Regions from separate parts of the Danio rerio genome. Here region 2 is linked to region 1. Evidence: chromatin contacts called from public Hi-C data. All regions are on one chromosome and are shown on one strand. The core of a region is the stretch at or near the end of the contact, and the rest is flanking DNA. Distances in the headings are between cores, read along the strand shown.

What was found. A called contact is a pair of places that touch in the nucleus more often than the background predicts.
Region 2: a Hi-C map of an unstated tissue shows a contact between it and region 1, with 2.2 times the contacts expected there. The contact joins the promoter of gdf10b here to the enhancer-like site in region 1. A contact is called at or near these places in 2 of 18 Hi-C or Micro-C datasets (caudal fin and an unstated tissue).

What each region holds. Positions count from the first base shown.
Region 1 is chr12:2,990,232-2,995,754 of GRCz12tu, reverse strand. The region is part of intron 24 of frmpd2 (FERM and PDZ domain containing 2); the gene reads right to left. All of the region lies in intron 4 of LOC103911892 (a long non-coding RNA gene), which reads left to right. Among named protein-coding and RNA genes, the nearest start is that of gdf10b, 35 kb to the left of the region's middle. Within about 2 kb of position 1,969, at least 3 of the 62 cell types and tissues checked have an H3K27ac peak or open chromatin away from gene starts, as enhancers often do.
Region 2 is chr12:3,024,815-3,029,923 of GRCz12tu, reverse strand. gdf10b (growth differentiation factor 10b) reads right to left here and starts at 1,726. Exons shown (of 3, transcript XM_068224687.2): 1 at 1,350-1,726. The coding sequence starts at 1,587. The region is part of intron 24 of frmpd2 (FERM and PDZ domain containing 2); the gene reads right to left. The region is part of intron 4 of LOC103911892 (a long non-coding RNA gene); the gene reads left to right.

The DNA.
Region 1 (5,523 bases), core at 720-3,219:
GATTACAAATGCATTATTTATGAAGTGCATTAGTATGTGTGAGCCTCAATACACATCATAATCACAAAGCACTGAAATTAAAGTCACCACAGCTCTTGTTTATCATCATTATTATTATTAGCATTTTTATTATTATTACTATTATTATTATTATTATTGTTATTATATATTTTGATTATAAATGCATTATTTATGAAGTGCATTAGTATGTGTGAGCCTCAATACACATCATAATCACAAAGCACTGAAATTAAAGTCACCACAGCTCTTGTTTATCATCATCATCATCATTATTATTATTATTATTATTATTATTATTATTATTATAACTACATATTTTTATTAAACATCTATTAATTATAAAGGGCATTAGTATGAATGAGCTTTGATACACATCATAATCACAAAACACTGAAATTAAAGTTATCACAGTTTGTTTAATATTATGATTAATTTTATTATATATTTTTTATTAGACATGCATTAATTATGAAGTGCATCAGTTCCTGTTTGCTGGATCTGGACATATTTTCCCATTCTTTCTTTCTTTTTTTTTATTAAAGCATTATTAATTGTGAACAAAACCAACAGGTTACGAGGAGATTCGAGCATTACCAAACTCAGAAACAAAGAAATATATTAAAACCAGACAATAAGACAAAGCACAGTGCTGTCAGCTTAATAGCAAAGAAGTCTAAAAGTTATTTTGTGTACATAAACTAAAGGAATATGTGCATTGCTTTATGGAAGTGGGCGGGACTAACAATCATTTTTGGCTCACTGCAGCTCTCTGATTAGTGGACTCTTCTGTATTGTATGATATTTTGGTGATGTAGTAAATATAAGTTGAATGTGTTGACATACGGGTTAATTCTAAGCAAATATGATCAATTAACAATCAGATTTTATAATGCGTTTGCCTTTTTATGAGTTTAGTTTTATATTATTACTTTTAGTTTTTGTTGTAACTGTAGCTCTTTATTATAAATTTAAACAATGTGCAATTTAAAAAAAAGGTTTAATTTAATTCATGTTTGATTAGAATAACTTCCCCTCCCTCTTCAGTATCATCTCTTCTCTGATTAATGTTTACTAGAGTAAGAACGGGATCAACCATCCTGTCATTCACATGAGATACGCTCCAATGAGCCAATCAATCTCCCACGGACAAAATCAAGACCCGCCCTACATCTACTGTATACACAAACAAATTAATAAACAGTGCTGAAATTTAATTTCATATATAATTAAGCATCCTAAAAGCATTCAGGTTCAGGGAGCCTTGTTTGAAAGTCTAAATAAGTGAGGCACATAATTATTTCTGAAACTCTTTAGTTCTGTCATAATCTAAACTGGAATATAATATTAAAATCAAATTATAAGAACATAATGTAAAAACACGATCGCCTTACAGCAAGAAGGTGACTGGTTCGAGCCCCTGCTGAGTCAGTTAGCATTTCTATGTGGAGTTTGCATGTTCTCCCCATGTTGGTGTGAGTTTCCTTCGGGTGCACTAGTTTCCCCCACAGTCCAAACACATGCGCTATAGGGGAAATGATGAACTAAATTGGCCGTAGTGTATCACTGTGAATGTAAGGGTGTTTCCCAGTGATGTCGGTTCATTCCGCTGTGGCGACCCCTGCCCTGATGAATAAAGGGACTAAGCCAAAAATAAAATGAATGAAACTACACTTTAAGAAAAAAAGGCTGTTGGGTCAAATATGGATAAGCTCAACCCATTAGGGTAAACAGTGTCATTTAAATTGAATTGAACAAATGTGTTCACATTTAACCCAATGTTGGGTTACAACAACCCAGTATTTATATTTTTAGTATCTTTCATGATCAGTTTTGGTGAGAAAAATACATTTTTTGAATTATTATTTTAATGATAAAAGCAATGCCACACGGCCTCGTCTCAACCAGGATTTCACAACTGATTTATAAAAATGCCATAGACTGAAACTTGAGCTTTGACCCCGTGTTGACTCCTGAGTTTCCGCTTTGAGCTGCTCGTCTGCCGCCTTCCTCAAAATAATCCTTCATGACTCATTTGCACCATCTGCTGGTTATTTATTTTGCCCATGAACAGCCGTTGGTTAAACATTAGCAAACTACCCAACAAGAATTTTCAACTGTTATTAATTCAAATCCTTCAGGGTCCATATGTTATTTAGAGGTATTAATCAAGTCCGTGCTTTTGATGCATCGTCTTTTGATGTCACTAAATCATATGTGGGCAAAACCTGTTTTAATATATATACCAAGAGTAATAATAAAGCTATGCGTACCCTTTTCCAAAGAGAATTTATTACTGTACCTTATATTTAATCTTATTGGATGTCTTTATTAAAGGATCAAGTGATTTGCTGGAAAAAAGTGTGGCTGTTACCACAGAAATACCATGTTAGAAATAAAATATCTTACAAACTTCTCCACAGATTTTATCCAGCAAAACATTATTTACAAAAATTTAAAAGTGGGATTGATATAAATTGTATTTTTTGTAATGAATATGAGGAGACGGCGCTTATTTTGGCATTGCGCATACTCAGTCAACTTATGGAGTGAGGTGCAAAAATTTATTAATAACAAATTACAGTGTTCTAAACCTCTATCATTGTTGTGGGAACATGTACTTTTTGGCATTTCTATGTACCCTATTCAAGAGGAAAATTGTTTTCATTTAATTAATTTAATTATTTTGCTAACAAAATTTTACATTCATAAATGTAAATTTACCAATAAGAAACCCAACTTTAAGGTGTTGATGACTGAATTATGCCTATATATTAGTAGTATCAGAGACTCTCTAAATAAGAAAGCCCTATGCACTTTAAAACTTTGTGAACTCTACAATGTATTCATTTGATGTTTACATATGTATATTTGTATTTGATTTATGCTTACCCCCTGGCATGTATATGTTTATATATATATATATATATATATATATATATATATATATATATATATATATATATATATATATATATATATATATATATATATTTATTTTTGTATTGTTAATATGTTACAATAAAAAAAAAACTACATAAAAAAATAAACATTAGCAAACTACTATTGTTGTTATTTTTTTATTTTTAGTGCTGGGCAAAGATGAACCACATCCAAAATAAAAGTTTGTTTTGACATGCAGTTGAAGTCAGAATTATTAGCCAACAGTTATTAGAAAACAGTTTTGCAAGGGAACGCAAAACATCTTTGCGAGAGAAAAATCTTTTAAAAATATATATTTTTCTATCCCCTTTTTTTTCCACCCATTTTTTCCCCACCATCACATTCCTTCCGGTTCTCCGAAGCTATTAGATCAGTATAGAGTAAAAAAGTCCACAGCTTATTGTTATTGATATAAATTTTATCACGATTCGATATAATATCAATTATCAGCCCAGCCCTAGAATAAACATAAAACAATGAGGTTGTCTTAAAAAATAGTCAATAATTGTGTTGTTTATTTTAAATAAGTAATTTGAACAAACAGCAAACGTCATTTTTTTTTAAGTGTAATCACATTGATTTAAATCTGTTTCCATCATGTCCATCGAAGAACTGGTGGCTCTTAGCACACGTGTGAGGTCCAGTCCAGATGTTAAGGTCAGTCTGCGTTCTCTAATTAGCTTCACTTCCTCTCTACAGTCGTGACTTTACTCTACTCTACAGCCGTACTGTAAGATCTGAGGCCACCGCAAAAAATCCCACCGCGCAAATGACCGTGAAGGTTTATTGGGAGTGATAGGCGTTTTATGAAGCGCCATTGACAGATCCAGCAGACTGATTTATTCCTCTGGCTCAGCGTGGACTCCTGTGGGAAACCTTCCACCATGTTGAGCTTACAGAGGATGTAAAATAAACCCGTGTAGTGTCACCATCTGAAGCCTGTAAAAGCACAAACACAGCGCCTCGGTGCTGGTAAACTCTTGTTTGGTGGTTCCTCTCGTTCCTGAAGAGTAAAGAGCTGTTCACGTGGAACCAGAGCTGTGTTTAAGAGCACGGCTGTGTTTTTGGAAGAGCTGGATTTTTATCATGAGGAATATGTACTTTATACTGTTTTAATAAACAGCCAATATTTTAATAACAGGTAGATAATAAGCCACTAGTTAATAGTGAGAATTGGTATTAAAGTGTCACCATAATCTGTAATGAATAACGGTCCAAATGTTTGCAGTTAGTTAGAAGTGAGACGTTACAATCATAATTCGAAGCAGAACATTGACGTTTAAAAAACTTGAACTGAAAATAAATGATTATAAAATATATTATAATATATAATTATAAAAATAAACGTAGGGGACTTAATTTACCGCCTGCGGCAAAATTATTTTAATTATAATTTTAGTGATCTGCTTGAGGTAGGTCAGTTTATTTTTATGCTTTTGATGAAGTAGCATTCAACTTAAGAGCTCTTTAGACCATGCGCCGGACTGTTTCTCTGTGTTTCGCTGGTAATGTCTTTAAATAAATGATTATTTAGGCCTAATAAATTACTCACTTATCATTTACATGGTTTCCGCTACATTCATTCTTCCATGGCGGGGCGCTACGCCAAAATTGATCCCGTCACGGCTACATTACAGCTTTCCAACACGTCGTGTTTTTTGTTTTTTTATTTTAATAGCGGGTTATAGTCGCACCAAAACATATTAAAAGGTAAGTGTATTCTAACTTTTCTGAAACCATAGTAGTGTTGTGCGTTATTTGTTTAACCCTTTAAGGTGATGTGCTGACTGACTGACTGGTGCGTGATGCGTGTGGCCAGCAAACACGACGTATAGCCGATTCACTTCACTTCAGGACGCATTAATGTCACTCTGTAGGTCTATTAAAGGCATTGATAAACATTCCTAGCAAATCTAATAAATGCTGGAGACATACTTGTTTCATAAATGCACTAAATCGCACTTCAGCCGCATGTATTTGAGAGCGCACAAGAAGATCTGCGCTTGAGCAGTATATATTTGAGGGCGTGCAAGAAGTTTTGTGCACGAGCAGAGGAAATCGGCGCACAAGCAAAGAGATTCGTGTGCTCGTAGGCTATTACATAAATGCGATCTCGACTTGTAATCTTGGGCTCACTACATTTGTCATTTAAATAACGCCACAGGTAGATCTGTGTAAAAAAAAATGGCCTGCCGCCACACCTGGAAAAAATCCTAGAGGAAACACTGATTTTTGTACTATGATTAATATATAGAGTGAGATAGCAAAATATAACTAACAATGAAAATGTAAATGAAAACGTAAATTAAAAAGCTTATTTACTGACTGTCTTGGTCATATCACTTTAAAATAACAAACACTGTACATCTCTCTATATTACGGATAAAACACTGCATTGTTTATTTATTCATTCAGGCTTACTTATTTGTATGCATGTTTGTGCTTTCATTTTAGTTGTCTTTTATTTCTTTAATTTTACTTTCCACAATGAATCCTCATTTCACTTAACAAGATTGCAATGATAATAAAGCTTAACACATTTTTAATGATTAATGAACTAAT
Region 2 (5,109 bases), core at 477-2,976, 34 kb before region 1:
ACGTTGGATTTTGATTGCCATACCTGACGAATAAATGCCAGTATTTGTGGTCAGTATGACGTTGGATTTAGACGTTGGCTCAACGTTGGATATCGGTTACTTTCCACAACCTAAAATAAACCAAATATCAACGTGTAATGATGTTACAGCTTGAGGTTGTGTGGACTTTACCACTATGACGTCTATTAGACGTTGGATTTCATTTGCCATACCAGTCGAATAAATGCCAGTATTTGACGTCAATATGACGTTGGTTTAAGATGTTGACTCGACGCTGGATTTTGGTCACTTTCCAACACAACCTAAAATCAACCAACTATCAACGTTTAATGACGCTACAGCTTGACATTGTGTGGATGTTACCACTGTGATGTCTATCAGACGTTGGATTTTGGTTGCTTACTTGATGAATAAATGTCAGTATTTGACGTCAATATGACGTTAGATTAAGATGTTGGCTCGACGTTGGATTTTGTCAATTTCCAACACAACCTAAAATCAACCAAATATCAACATCATTTGATGCCATTATTGGACGTCAAAATAACGTCCTTAGATGCTGACTAGACATTGAATTTTGGTCACCTGATATCACAACCTAAATCTAACTTAATATTAAAATATATATATATACCCACATGAAAAAAATACTATAGTGATTTATAAAAAAATATTCTAGTGTATAAGTGTTTTACACTGTATATATTATAGTGTTGACAACTCTGTTAATAAATGCTAGAGAATACTATTAATTAACTACAGTTAACTGATAATATTGTAGTATACTTTAGTTTTACCACAGTGAACTGCTGTATTGTAGTATAAGATATCCAATATTTGTCGAAAACTACATTTTGGGGTAATTTGTTTATATTTTACTATTGTGTTCCCAATAGAATTACCACAAGAAGTATTCACTATTGTCATTCGTTCATTTTCCTTCAGCTTCCACAGCTGAATGAACCACCAACTATTCAAGCATATGTTTTACACAGCGGATGCTCTTCCAGCTGCAACCCCATACTGGGAAAGTATTCGCTATAGTATGGTTCAAAAACATAGTATTTACTCAACATTACTATAGTTTTTTTTTCAAGTGGGGTGTAAGTAATTAAATATAAACGATTAAAGTCGATTAAATAACGTTTTAAAGACAGTATAAGGTTTAAAAACACTATATTTACATTAGTGTTTTCATTTGGGGTGCAAGTAATTAAATAGAAATCAAGTCGTTAAACAAAGTTAATTAATATATCTTAAGATATTAACTCACCACATTTACAGTGTTTATTTACAGTATATCAGTCGCACAGTTTGTAAATTACTCCTTTTTTTTTACTTTCACTCACCTGGAACTCCTCTAAAGCTTCGTATTGTGTTCACATTGAGTTGCTGTTGATGCTGCTGCTGCTTCTTGCTGTATTTATCATAAACTCTGTACATATGAACCGTCATCATATCTCGAGCAGGGCTGTGGATGGTGGGCTCTTCTGCGGGAATATCTCCGTTCAGCTCCGAGCTCACCAAGTAAACTTTGACGACGTTCAAACAGAGCAAAACGCGCGCCACCGCACAAACCGATGCCATATTCACGGGTTATCCTTCGCAAAATGAATGCAAACTCTCCTTTAAAAGCCAACGCAGGCGAATGAGTGTGTGCGAGTGATGTGGAGCGGTTGGCTGCAGCTCATACACTTGTTTCTCTGCTGAAGCGATGACAGATGATGATGACGCGAAGCCAACGAGAAGCTTATAAAGCATCATGCTGAACGCAAAAAAAAGCATCCTGAAAGCACGAACACACACACACACACACACACACACACACACACACACACACACACACACACACATCTGTAGTGTTTGAGTTTCGTGTGCGCATGTATGAAATGCACGCATTCATCTCTTATTGCATTACACAGTTTACATTTTAACATTTAGGTATGCTTAAAAATTCTTAATAATAATAATAATAAACATTTCAATTCAGTCGTGGCAAAATAAAATGCAAAATAATCGTTCTTTTAAGAGCTGTTTACTGAAAGAGTTTTATTGCATCATTGCATAACCACTTAAAAACGTGAGAAAAATATATAAAGAACGCTTTTAAAATTGAAGATTTTTTTTATTATCATTCATAAAGCCATAAGTTCCGTTAGAGAACACATTATATATATATATATATATATATATATATATATATATATATATATATATATATATATATATATATATATATATACATACTTGTTAAAATACATGCTGTGTAATTAGTTTGCATATTTTTTTGCATGCATTTAGACGTATTTACAAAAATTTTAGTTCTCCACTGGCACTTATGGTTCCATAAATAATAATAAAAAAACATGATATTTTTATGCAATGATGCAATACAAACTGTCACTAAACAGTTCTTAAAAGAACAATTATTTTCTTGGTGTAAAAAAGATTGTAATATAGTTATTTTTTTATTGTAATCATTCATAATACTAATAAAAAACCTTTATTTTGTAAAAGCTTAAAAATTGTTCTCTTCAATAAGAATAAAATAAAGTATAAAAGCATGTATTAAATATAAATAAATAATTAAATATGTATACAATGTGACAAGATTTCCTTGGTGCTCCTGTTTCCCCCACAAGACGTACGCTATAGGGAAATTGCCCAAACTAAATTGGCCATAGTGAGTGTGTATAGGTGTTTCCCAGTACTAGGTTGCAGCTGAAAGGGCATCCGCTGTGTAAAACATATGCTGGATAAGTTGGTGGTTCATTCCGCTGTGGCAACCCCTGATGATTAAAGGGACTAAACTGAAGAAAAATGAAATGTTGTCTCAAAACAAATCGATTGAGTTAAGTTGATTGAACACTAACAATATTAAGTTGTCGCAACAAAATCTTAATAATTGTGTTTTTTTTAGCTTAAATTGAATTATTGAATTGAATTGAATTAGTTGTAAGCTACATTGGCCATAGTGTATGTGTGTGAATGAGTGTGTATGGATGTTTCCCAGTACTGGGTTGCAGCTGGAAGGGCATCCGCTGTGTAAAACATATGCTGGAATAGTTGGCGGTTCATTCCTTGGTGGCGACCCCTAATAGATAAAGGGACTAGGCTGATGGAAAATGAATGAATTAGTTGTTTGAACAAGGAACAACAACAAAAAATTGAGTGTATGTATATGTGCCATCTCAGGAATGTCCTCCAAATTCTCCAAAATATAATGCTTTTACAAATAAACCAATTAAATGTCATCATTTAGCAGTTTTAAACCTAATATATCATAAAGCACTACATTATTTCAGGGATGTAACTGTAAATGTAAGCTCTTAGGAAGGCGTTTCAGGCTGTTTCTATGCATTTGAGTAGTTTTGCTCGCTCACAGCTCTGTGAAAGAGGTGCTGACAAGCCATTAAAATACTTCCAGCTGCAGCGCTCAGCACAGTTAGACTTTTCTTTTCACGCCGAGCTTTACATGCCCTCATTTCAGTCTGAAGTTTGCCCCATAATGAATGATGAGGCAGAAAGGTTTGCGCTTATATGCAACATCTTACAACACCACATCCATTTCTGTCCGCACGCCTTCGCTCGAGATCACCATTAATTCACCTGAACTGAATGTATATATGAAAATCTTTATAATATGTGTATTTAAACATTCATTTTCCTTTAGCTTAGTTAGTTTATTCCACAGCGGAATGAACCGCCAACTCATTTATTCAGTTTTCCCATTTTCTTAGTCTCTTTATTAATCTGAGATTGCCACAGCGGAATGAACCGCCAACTATTCCAGCATGTTTTACACAGCTGATACCCTTCCAGCTGCAACCCAGCACTGGGAAACACCCATACATCCTCATTCACATACACACACACACTACGGCCAATTTAGCTTATTCAATTCCCCTATAGCGCATGTGTTTGGACTGTAGAGGAAACCCACAACAACACAGTGAGAACATGCAAACTCCACACAGAAATGCCAACTGACCCTGCATGGGCTCAAACCAGCGACCTTCTTGCATTGAGGTGACAGTACAAACCACTGAGCCACCGTGTCGCCATATTTAAACATTATACAGCCATAATTATCCTCCTTGAAGACGCAAAAAAAAGAAACTCAGCTGAAAGGCTGAATATTTTGGTTTACCTGACATATTAATATGCCATTCATTAACTTTTAACGATTGTTTAAGTTCTGTATGTGAAACAATGTGTCGGGCATTTACAGTAGAGTAATCTATAGCCGCTAAATGAAGGCAAACCGATCAATCTTCCCAGTGTTTTGGTCTGGAAATGACAAATATGTCTGCCGCCCTACAGTAAACCTCAACAAACCCTTTGCAACCTCTCTGGACTCAAAGCATTCTCTCATTCTCCTGTTTTTTTTTTCTGAGTGCTCATCTAAACTAAAAGACAGTGTCAGAAATGTTGATTTTGGACCCTCACCAGCTTTCTTTTTCTCCTATCGCTGGCTCCAGCTAAATGACCATTCTGACTGATTCGGTCACGGATGTCCGCGGGCCATGAAAACCTCTGTTAACTCCTCCATCTGTGCCAACATTCATCAATGTTTGGCTTCACCTCATCAGAGACTTGCTTTTTGTCAGCTCTAGAAATATCCGGCCTGTCTGTCATATTTGCTTATATCGTGGGACTGTTGAATGCTTGACTCTGATTGGCTGAGGAACGTTCTGAGGCGTGTGGTTATTTCCAGATAAACGCACAGCTAAAGTAGTTCCGGCAAGTTTTGAGTGTATTATAGCTCAATATCACCACACTGAATGATTTGAGTTATTTCACGGCTAGAAAAGTCAGAATCTCATCAAACCACAACAGAGGGGGTTAACGTTTTATTAACGTGAATTTTTGTAAATTACACAGTCTTTAACTGTAATATGAACTGTGTTTTACTGTAGCTAAGTTTTGCTGTATGTTACTTTAAAGTTGCATTGTGAAAATTACTGTATATTTTACAGCAAAGATATACAATAAAGTTCTGTAGATGCATATACAGCAAGATAAATTGTGCTCTAAATGTAAATACAGTATTTTTGCTGTAATTGATTTACAGTAAATTACTGATGAACTGCTGTCAGTAAGTTACTG